3 separate regions of the Gossypium hirsutum genome follow, and regions 1 and 2 are each linked to region 3. Evidence: chromatin contacts called from public Hi-C data. All regions are on one chromosome and are shown on one strand. The core of a region is the stretch at or near the end of the contact, and the rest is flanking DNA. Distances in the headings are between cores, read along the strand shown.

Region 1 (4,123 bases), core at 1,415-3,914, 370 kb after region 3:
GATTACCTAGGGAGGAAAGAAGAATAGAGGCATTTAGACAAGTTTTAGAAGATTGTAATCTAGTTGATTTGGGATATTCTGGCAGATGGTTCACATGGGAGAGAGGGAACTTAATTGAAACAAATATTCAGGAGAGACTTGACAGAGGTGTTGTAACGGAGCAATGGAGCGACTTATTCCCAAACAATCTAGTACGACATCTTCCACATTCATTCTCGGACCATTGTCCAATTCTTTTAGATACGGCTTACAAGAATGGAGAGAGGGCAAAAAGGAACTTCAAGTTTGAAGCGTGGTGGGTACTAGAAGAAACATTCTTTAGTGAAACTAAAAGAATTTGGGAAAATTCTACATGAGATCTTATAAACAAGCTGGAGATCCTCAAAAAAGGGTTGGAGAAGTGGGGAGTTAAAATCCAACAGAATAGGAAAATGAAAACAGAGGGTTTGACTTCAAAACTGATAGCATTACTTGAAGAAGACAGAAGTGATGAGAATCTGGCAGAGATTATTGATACAAAAATCCATCTGAACTTTGAGATTGAAAAAGACGAGAGTTACTGGAAACAGAGGGCCCGAATTAATTGGCTAAAGCTAGGGGACAAAAATACAGCTTTCTTCCACAAGCAAGCATCACAAAGAAGAAAACTTAATCAGATACATAAATTGCAGTCAGAAGACGGAAGGGAAACAGATGAGTGGAAGGAAAAGGAGGAAATTGCTAGATTGTATTTTCAAAAATTGTTTAATACAGGAGGACAAAATCATTGCGATAGAATCCTAACAGGTATTGAAGGCCGTATCACAGAGGAAGACAATAAGACTTTAAAGGCAAGATACACAAAGGAAGAGATACTGGAAGCGCTTTCAGGAATGGGACCTACAAAAGCTCTAGGAGATGACGGTTTTCCAGCCCTGTTTTATCAAAAGTGTTGGCCAATTGTTGGAGAGGATGTAACCAATTTTTGTCTTCAGAGGTTAAACGAAGGTATGGATTTACATTCAATCAATAAAACAAACATTGTGCTTATTCCAAAAGTCCCAAATCCCTCAAGGATTACTCAGTTTTGACCAATTAGTTTATGCAATGTGATTTACAAGCTGATAGCGAAAGTTATTGCTAGACGACTCAGAGGAGTAATGCATAAATGTATTGATTTAGCTCAAAGCGCTTTTGTCCCAGGAAGGCTGATTTCGGATAATGTCTTACTTGAGTATGAAATCTTACATACTCTAAAACTCAAGAGGGTGGGGAAAAAAGGATTCATGACTATCAAACTTGATATGAGTAGAGCATACGATAGAGTCGAATGGGGCTTTGTGGAAGGGGTAATAAAAAAGTTGGGTTTTGATCCAGGATGGGTTGATTCAATTTTGAAATGTGTCTCGACGGTCTCATATGAGGTGATTATCAATGGCAACAGAGGGCAAACGATAATTCCATCTAGAGGAATCAGACAAGGTGACCCTCTCAGTCCGTTCCTATTTCTGTTCCGTTCAGAAGGTCTATCGAGTTTAATGCGGCTTGCAAAAGAAGAAAGTATCCTTAGAAGAGTTAAAGCAAGTCAAAGAGGACCAGCTATCTCACATTTACTCTTTGTCGATGATTGTATTTTATTTGCAGAAGCTTCAGAAAGGGGGGCACATGCTTTAAAACAGATTCTAAAGGAATATGAATTGAGCTCAGGGCAATGTGTGAATTATGAAAAATCGGCTGTTTTCTTCAATACAAACACAGAAGAGCATATAAGGGGTAATGTCTCAATGATCCTAGGAGTTAGAAGAGCGAATGATATAGAGAGATACCTAAGGCTTCCTAGTATGGTGGGAAAAAGGAAGAAAATATCTTTTCAAAGTTTGAAAGATAGACTCAAACAAAGGATTGATAATTGGAGTACAAGGTTTCTATCCCAAGGAGGTAATGAAGTTTTTATTAAAGCGATCTTACAAGCTATCCCAACGTATTCAATGTCGTGTTTTCTACTCCCTAAGACCCTATGTACGGATCTGGAAAGAATTGTTGCTAATTTTTAGTGGCGTAAGAAATGGAATAAAAAGAGTATCCATTGGTGTACCTGGGAGAATCTTTGCTTATTAAAAGAAAATTGTGGTCTTGGTTTCTGAAATTTTACGAAGTTTAATATTTCTTTATTAGCGAAACAGGGTTGGCGTCTTGTTAATTACCCAGATTCATTATTAGCTCGTGTTTTGAAATCAAAGTATTATCCCAATTCAGATTTCTTGAAAGCTCGTCTAGGAAATTTACCTTCACTTATCTGGAGAAGTGTTTGGTCTGCGAAAGATCTGCTTGAAAAAGGTCTATGCTGGAGAGTGGGTCGAGGTGATAGGATTTCCATCTGTGATGATCTGTGGTTACCAGGAAAAGAAATGGTTAGAATACCGAATCAAGAAGTGAATGGTAATTTTGAATTTGTCTCAGAGTTGATTGAACTAAGTAAAAGAAACGAGTTTTATTTTATTTTATTTTGTTTATTTATTAGGCCCAATTTATTTCTGGATAAGCACGAGTTTTATTTTACTTTATTTTGTTTATTTATTAGGCCCAATTTGCTTCTTTGTTTCCAGACTTTCTTATGTAAGGCCTTGGGCCATTCTCATTTGTTCACGATTTATTTATATAAATCCAGTCAATTTAATAAAAAAAAAGTCTTTTATAAATGGTCATAGCTACAGTCGATCAAAAATAATAAATAATAATAATCATAGCTACAAATTTTCAGAACCGAAATGGTACTCGCTTTGCTAGTTGCTTCACTCGGTATATAGATGATGGCCCTCTTTTCTCTAGCAAGAAGGCTCCAGAGAATTCACTCTCAGATCCTATCCCCATTTTTCCTTCAGCATCCTGCCACTGTTCCCTCACCTTTTCCTTCTCCCTCAGTTCACCAACTTTATTTGTTCTCTTTGGCATTTCATCAAACATTCTTCATATCCTCTCAAACACCAGTAGTGACCTCTAATTTCTCCACGCTCCAATCCCTTTCAAGCCAAACTCTAAACTACCCATTCGAGATCACTCCACCACTAAACCATGATCCTGGTCCGCAGGAACCAGCTCTTCTTCATTTGCTCAAACGGGTTGCCCATTGTAGCTCTGAAACTGAGGCCATGGCTTCCCTTGACGAGTCTGGGATCAATGCAACTCTAGGCTTGGTGTGTTCAGTGATTTGGACATTGAGAGAAGAGTGGAGACTGGCGTTTTTGGCTTTTAAGTGGGGTGAAAAATGGGGAAGTAGCGGTGAAAAAACATATGAGTTGATGATATGGGTGTTGGGAAATCATAGGAAGTTTAACATGGCCTGGTGTTTGATTCGCGACTTATATCGTTCTTCTATGGATACAAGACGGGCAATGTTTGTTATGATTGATAGGTGAGCCTCAGCTTGCTTTTCCTTTCATTGTCTAGACTTGGTTTTGTGGCTATGTTTGTTTAGCATGCAAGTGGTTGTAAATATTCCTCTGTTCTTTGGATACACAAGATTTTTCTTTACGATATTACATGTATGACACAAATACTACATCAAGGTGAAAGAGCAAAACAATGACAAAGCCCTGTATTAAGTCAAGAATAACCATCTAAAGTTGAACTTACTTGAGACTGAAAGGTCCCAAGCCTCCATCTTACTGCTTAGGCAAGGCCTCATTCGCACATTTAGGATCTTCATCAATGTGAATTAAGTTGCGAACTTAGTTATAACGTTGCTAATAAGCATAGTGATTGTGCTTGTGTATTATAAATATCTCGGTAACTCTATGTTGCAACGCTTTCTAAAAAATGTGCGCTTTTCAGGTCAATAAATCTATAATTATAAGCTTGTTGTTGGAACTAAATTCCTTGTGATCTATCCAGAGTCATTAAGGGCGCAAGGTGCACTCAAGGCACTAGAAACCTTATGTTGCTTCCGAGACAGAAGGCACAGCAAAAAAACACTTGTTTGAGTGAATACTATGCATATTTATATTTAAAATTCCTTTTTCCTTTATTTTAGCCAGTGTGCACCTTACCACGTAGTCTTAAGTTTATTGTTGAAATCACTAGAGAACTAGAGAATTTAATATTGTCCAGTTTTTACTATTAGACCTAAGAGTTTAAGGGTCAAAGA
Region 2 (3,910 bases), core at 847-3,346, 320 kb after region 3:
GGGAAATACTTTCGATCTAGATCAAAATTATAACAAATGTTGATCTTGAGGGTGATCAGATCTTTCTATTACTTAAAGGCAGAACCTATAACAAATTCTTTTCCCAGCATTCCAGGTTTTCAACTGCATCTAGGACTACTGAGAAGTAGCAGCTCCCGCGCTGACAATCAAAAAGCTGCTGAAGGAAACAATTGATTAACTTAACTATTATTTTGAAGAAGAAAGTCGTTGACTCCGTGCCTTGTCAGCTTTCTCCATGTAATCTTGGTGTGACTGATGCTTTGTTCCTACAAGGAAAATCAGGCCTTCGTTCAGTTAGTTTTAAGTGATCAACGTACCCAACAAACAGCTTCCAATAATGAAATGAAACAACCACTCTTAAAACATTCAACTTCCTCAAGTATGCAACACAACATCCTGAGAGTTGGGTCAATTTGTCATCCTCGAATAACTTTCCTACAGTATTTTCACAGCAAAAGCACTACCAAACCCTTTTAATTTCGGTTGTTCAAATCATGGCAAATAAAAAGGGTAAGAAAAATGAACAAACCTATGTCAAGACAAGACCTGTATCCTATGCTTACACCCAAACCCAAGTAAGATAGCATTTAACCGCATCATTTGCATAGTACTGAACACAAAAGAAGTTCTTAGGACTGAACAAGAATTGACAAAGAGGAATAGCCTAGGACCTAGCCAATGCCAGCTCACAAAAGCATTTTTAAAGTCTGTCAAGATGTGATAAAGAAATACATATGCCAAATTCTGTCCATAAACTTTGCCTTCACAGCCTGCTAAACCGCTCAACTTGCTTATGATGTCAACTTTCTAGGAAAGAACTATATATAAACCAGCACCCATTACTGTCAAGACAAGCGTATTGCTATTTTCAAATGAGTCTCTTGATCCATGTCAACAAAAACAAACACATTCTTTATATATTTAGATTAAAGAAAATGACTTTTGAAATCTGTAAAAGAACCATCAGAATCAGAAAAATTTGACTGAGAACCTGCTGCTAACAAAATTAGTAAAAAAGAGAAGTCAGAATTCAGCTTCAATATAGTTCCTCGACAACCTCAAGTTCCATTGACTTCAATCTCTTGTTTCATTCTTCCAAACACCAGTTTTGGATAAATATAAACTCCAATAAGCAACTTCAAACAAATGCACACCAATTTGACAGATTCCTTAATGCTATGTTCAGGAATATGAAGATTCGAATTTCATTTACTGCATAAGTGAGAATGAAATGCATACATTCTACACGAACTAACTGAGATTCAATCTAATTATACATTTCAAGCTATAAAAACATGGTTTTCAAAAATCACAAATATCTATAGGACTTTCAAATTTATTACTAAGTAGACCCTTAACAAATCTATGGACTTTAAAAATAATAACGAAAGCTGCATTTCGCATAACCTACACTGTTTTATACATCCACTATTTTATATATCCGAAGCCATCAGTTGGAATTTAAGTTCCAAAAGCTACCTAAAAGATCCTTCAGAATCACTGAAATTTCCGGACCATTTCCAAAAGAAATGCAAATTCATTTACTCAAATCATGAAGGAAAATTTGTCCTCAAATTCATTTACTCCAAAACTGAAGTCAGTGATGCTATATATCTGTCTTTGCTTTTGTTCATTACATCGAGATAAATCATAAAAATTCCTCAAATTTGCAATATATTTAGAGTGAGAAACCCAAAGATACATCTAAAACCCTAACCCCCCCCCCGCCCCGCCGAACCGAAAAGTAAATGCAAAGCTGAAAAAGAAAATTGAAGGAAAGAGAGAAAGGCACCTCGGTTCATGAGAAACCAAGGGGCACCAAAAACGAGGGCGACGATGGCGATGCCAGCCATTACATGCTTCTTTTCACCGCTATATATGTAGTGTTCCATTCTCGCCCTGAATCCTCCTCCTCCCACGTTGGAGGTGGTTTTTGCTTCGTTTCCCATTTCGCCCCTAAACCAACCAATTAATTACTTAAGATTACCTCAAAATCTCCTTTCTGCAGCTTTCTCCGCTGCGGTGCTGTTTGCAGGTTTTAAGGCTTCAACTGGAGGAGTGTTTGGTAGTTAGGTTAGGATACCTCCCCTAAGTGTCAACTTAATATATCTTCACTTTTTGGGTTTTTTACAAAATTATTATAAAAAAATAAAAAAATAATCAAAATATTATAACTTTTTTTATTTACCAAAATATTATAATTTTTTTATTTATCAAAATATACAAAAAAAATAAAAAACAGAAAGAAAAAAAAACCTGACACAGCCTGATCAGGCCAATCACATTGGCGGCACCAAAGGTGCCAAAGGACTAAAATGTTAGTTAAGAGTAGTTTCAAGGACCTTATATGGAAATTTACCATTTTGAACTTTAAAAGTTAATGGCTACTGCTGTGTGCACTAAAATTAAAATATGGCTAATTGCCTTCTAAACCCTCCTTATTTATTATTTTCTTTTTATTCCCCTTTAACTCACTTTTTTATTTAATAACTCTATTTTAATTTATTAAATTTAATAGTTTATGTTTATAGATAAAATAGTTTATGTTTCCATTATTTTTTTCCTTTTGATTTAATATTAGTTAAGGGAATATATTAAATTTATAAAATTAAAATAGTTTAATTTAATAACTCTATTTTAATGTAATAAACTATTCTCATTTAATAACTCTATTTTAATTTAAAAAAATTAAATTAAACTATTTTAATTTTAATCCTTTGAATTTAATATATTCCCTTAACTAATATTAAATCAAAAGGAAAAAAATAGTGGAAACATAAACTATTTTATCTATTTATAAGTTTAATATATTCTTAATAGACTTATAACATAAACATGTTAGACTAAATAATGGAAACATAAACTATTTTATCTATTTATAAATTTAATATATTCTTAATAGACTTATAACATAAACATGTTAGACTATTTTAATTAAAATAGTCTCTTAAGATATTATGAAGCAACAAATTTTATATTTCAGTAAATTTTATATTTCAAATGAAAATAGAGTTATTAAATAAGAATAGTTTATTAAATTACAATAGAGTTTAAATGAGGATAGTTTATTAAATTAAAATAGAGTTATTACTTAATTAGAATTCTAAGTATCTTAATTATCACTTAACTAATATTAGATTTAATTAAAAAAAATTAATAGAAATACCAAGCATGCCTTATTGAAAAACCAGAAGTAATAATAAAACTGATCACCCATAAATGTAACCCAAATAGAAAAATAAATTATAATTATATTATATACTCTTAATAACTCTATTTAGTAAATTTTTTAAATAAACTATTCTCATCAAATTATCAAAATAATACATAAAATGCGAATTAGTTTATACTTTTTTAAATAGCTTTATTTTAGGTAAAATATATTTACTTTAATAATAAAATAAAGGGCCTTTATGAGTAAAATCATAGATTAAGAGCTTATTTAACTACAAAAATAAGTTGAGGGCTTGTTTATTAAATAAAAAAGTGAGTTGAAGGGGAAAAAAGAAAATAATAAATAAGGAGGGCTTAGAAGGCAATTAATCATATTTCAATTTTAGTGCACCCACACACACGGCAGCATCAATTCACTCCCAAAATTTAAAATGGTAAATTTGCATGTTAGGTCCTTGAAACTACCCTTAACTAACATTTTAGTCCTTTGGCACCATTGGTGCCGCCAATCACATTGGCACCATTGGTGCCACCAATCACATTGGCACCTTTAGTGCTGCCAATGTGATTGGCCTGATCAGACCGTGTCAGGTTTTTTTTCTATTTTTTGTTTTTTTTTGTATATTTTGGTAAATAAAAAAAATTTATAATATTTTGGTAAATAAAAAAAAGTTATAATATTTTGGTTATTTTTTATTTTTTATAATAATTTTGT
Region 3 (3,753 bases), core at 60-2,559:
CCCATATATCTTGCTAATTGGCAGGATCAAACCCAGCTTTTATATACCTAAAAATGTGGGCATGCCCAGATTGATGAGCTAACCTTATCATTACGGACCAAAAAGCCCAGTGGATATGCATAAGCAACTTGACTAAAGTGCCTTCAGCTGAAGTGAAAATCCACAGGTCCCCAACCCAAAGACACAAAAACCAAATCTCTTATTTATGTATTTATTGCCTAAGACCCCCAGTATCAACCTATTCTGGAGCACCTAAATGGGAGGAAACCTTTGTTAGCACCTACTTTCTCCACACAAGATCGAAATTAAGGAACGCTGAACTCCTTACCACTCAGTCCAATAAAAACCAAATCTCTACCTTCCACATGGACTTTGTGCTGGAAAAAACCGTCGTTTGACCATTTATAAATTGAGAAACGAGAACCCACGAAAACAGGTAACAGAAAACGACTGTTTCTCAGAGGATGTAACGAGAAAAATAAATCCTACCACACTCATCCGATGAGTTCTACCAAGAAAAAATTTTCCCATTGCAACACAAACAAGGAAATAACTATCAGTCTCACACACTAAGAAGCCCATAAGAAGCAATTACAGTGAAATAAATTACGTGGAAAAAAAAAGGCGAAAAACTGATTAGAAGATGCACATGAAGCAAAACATAAGCCAAATATAAAAACCACCAAGAAACATAATTTTGATTAACACCAAGAATAAATTTTAAAAAAAAAAGCCTCACAAAAAGAAATACTCAATAAATCCCAGATCCAAAAAACTAAAACAAACTCTAAAAGTGCAAAATTAGACATAAAGAAACAAAACCTAACATATAAATCAAGGATTAAAAAAATAGTTGATACCTCGTTGTATCACCAACAAAACCCTGAAAGCAGATCCAAAACAACAGTTTCACGGATTTAGAGGCTTGTTTTCTCCCGGAAACCGAAGGAATTAAAATAATAATATATTTGAATTTCCGGTAACAGAGGTAAGCGCAAAGGAGGAAGATGAAGGAGGAGAACAAAGTCGGTTAATTGGGCTGAAGCACCCAAAGGCAAAAAAAGGTTCAGAGCTTTGAAGCTTAAAGCTTTTGTTTGTTTGTTTGTTCGCTGTTCGAGCGAGGGAGAGAAAAACAAAACCCTAAATTGGAATTGGACCTGAGCTGGGGTAGCTAGGGCTAAAACTATATATAATCAAAAAGACCTCGAGTTTAGGCCTTTTGAATGAGAGCGAGGGGGGGGCGAAAGGGGCATTTATGAGAAAAGAAAAAGAGAAAAAATCGTAATTGGATATGGACTGACTGACTCTCTCAAGGTCCAAATTTAATTTTTCTTTTTTCATTCATTCTGTGAAGGCGGTTCCATAGTATTTTTCATCAGCCACCCACTTGGTTTAATCTTGACCGTTCCTTTTACCGTTTCATCTCGGCTTACGGTTCTCATGACTCACGGGTAGGTTAAACAATTATATTTTAATTTTCTCAGAAAATTCAAAAATCTAAATTAAACTTTTTAGATAGACCGAACCTTAGTCTAATCATCATTCATCAATGTATATTTATCTATCTATATACGGTTATAACACTCCCGACTGAACGTAATTAGGAAATGATAAAAAATATATTTATTACAATCACGTTTTCTAATTAAAATTTTAAAGTAAATAACTAAAAATAAAGAATTCAACAATCGAATCCACCAATAATTCATTCAATATCCATAAATTTTTATTTAAATATTATAGTGCTATCTCATGCATCTTATTTATAATAAATTACACATTTAACCATTCAAAACAATCAACAAATTTTAACTATAGAAAAAGTTAAATTATAATATGATGATACATGTTTTCGATTTGTAACGTTTTGGTTAGTCGTTCATTAAAATGATGAAGTGGTAAGTAAATCAATATTTTCAAAATTGGATTAATAATCGAATTTATCAGACCATCTATTTTTAGTTTAATTGATTTATTATTTAATAATATAAAATAATAATTTAAAATTTAAAAAAAAAAACCTCAAATAAACTTTGGGCTAGGCTTTGAAGTTTAATTTAAATCAGCCCACCGACTTTAAGTCATAGGCCATACCCAACATAAAGTACGAAAACCTAAAAAATTATTATCGTTAACTCTTTTCAATTCTCATTTGTCCTTTACCACCAAACCTGTCTTTCTGACTTTCTCATTTTTCAGCAGGGACGGTCGTCGAAGAAGCAGACGGCTAAAGGCGGGTGAACTGGAGGCTGAAAGCCGGAAGGTGGAGGAAGATTGGAGACTAAAGAGTGAAGAGAGGTTGAGAGAGTCAGAGAGTCAGAGAGGCCGGATGGACGAGTGACGAGAGTGGTGGTTGCCCGGGAGGGGGTGGGTCTCGGGTTGTCATAAAGTACGAAAACCTAAAAAATTATTATCGTTAACTCTTTTCAATTCTCATTTGTCCTTTACCACCAAACCTGTCTTTCTGACTTTCTCATTTTTCAGCAGGGACGGTCGTCGAAGAAGCAGACGGCTAAAGGCGGGTGAACTGGAGGCTGAAAGCCGGAAGGTGGAGGGAGATTGGAGACTAAAGAGTGAAGAGAGGTTGAGAGAGTCAGAGAGTCAGAGAGGCCGGATGGACGAGTGACGAGAGTGGTGGTTGCCCGGGAGGGGGTGGGTCTCGGGTTGTTTGTTTTTATCGGCTTGCGCAGACGAAAGAACCGGTCGGACAGGCTTTTTACCGATTTTTCAGTTCACGGTTCAAACGGTTTTTTCTAGTGTTCGGACAGATTCTCAATCTAACCGGAGGATCCAATTCAGTTTAAATATCATTGACATTAACTTAAGGTGAATAGCTAATTCTGCCTCTAAGCTAGTCAATATCGAATCGGTATCAGTTTTTTATTAGAATTTATACGTGCAGGTATTATATCGTTTTGTATTTATCAAAAATTTAAAAATATTTAAAAATATCAAATGAACGAAATTAAATAAATTTCAAATATAAAAAATTAATCAATTATATAAAATACCCTTTAATAAACTTCACAAATAAAATTTCATCCCGTAACAAATTTAAAATAAATAAAGAAAAAAATCATAGCACACTGTTAAACAACAATATTCTCACAACTTAATTCAAAAATCAATTTAAAATAAGATCATCTCATACTAAATATATAAAAGGCTTAATGGTGTAGAAAATTCTCAAATTTTTTTTAAAAATAATTAAGCCTTTTTTTTCACTCAATTGAGAACTTAAACTTTCAAAATACATCAAAAAGATTTTCAATTTTTTTTCAAAAAAAGTAATTAAGCCTATGTTTTTTTCACTCAATTGAGTACTTGAACTTTCAAAATGTATCAAAAAGATCTTCAAAATTTTCAAAATAGCAATTAAGCCCTTGCTCTTATTAAAAATTAAAAAAAATTGTAAAAAAATAATAAATTTTGGAAAAATTATTAAATTTTAATAAGAATATAAAAATTTTGAAATTTATTAAAAATTAGAAAAAAAATTATAAAAACTGCAAAAAAATAAAAATTGTAAACTTTTATAAAAAAATAATAAAAAATTATAAAATGCATCAAAAAGTCCCTTTACCAATTAACTTTAACTGTTGATCGTTAAAGTTAACAATTCCTAGCTTTTTTTAATTAAAGTTATCATATGTCGCAACACAACGTGACATGTGATGAAAAATGATAAAAAAATAAAAATCAATAAAATTTATAGAAAAATTATAAAATGTTTCTTTTGGTACAATAATTTTT

Evidence for each region. A called contact is a pair of places that touch in the nucleus more often than the background predicts.
Region 1: a contact with region 3 is called in a Hi-C map of leaf, with 1.6 times the contacts expected there. The contact joins the promoter of LOC107901687 here to the promoter of LOC107901694 in region 3. A contact is called at or near these places in 2 of 34 Hi-C or Micro-C datasets (both in leaf).
Region 2: a contact with region 3 is called in a Hi-C map of hypocotyl, with 3 times the contacts expected there. The contact joins the promoter of LOC107901690 here to the promoter of LOC107901694 in region 3. A contact is called at or near these places in 2 of 34 Hi-C or Micro-C datasets (hypocotyl and leaf).

What each region holds. Positions count from the first base shown.
Region 1 is chrD06:33,777,597-33,781,719 of Gossypium_hirsutum_v2.1, reverse strand. LOC107901687 (pentatricopeptide repeat-containing protein At1g80880, mitochondrial) reads left to right here and starts at 2,664. Exons shown (of 2, transcript XM_016827772.2): 1 at 2,664-3,391. The coding sequence starts at 2,787.
Region 2 is chrD06:33,826,735-33,830,644 of Gossypium_hirsutum_v2.1, reverse strand. LOC107901690 reads right to left here and starts at 2,096. Exons shown (of 2, transcript XM_016827775.2): 1 at 1,814-2,096; 2 at 1-287. The coding sequence starts at 1,970. The coding sequence ends at 208.
Region 3 is chrD06:34,150,951-34,154,703 of Gossypium_hirsutum_v2.1, reverse strand. LOC107901694 (zinc finger BED domain-containing protein DAYSLEEPER) reads right to left here and starts at 1,309. Exons shown (of 2, transcript XM_016827781.2): 1 at 861-1,309.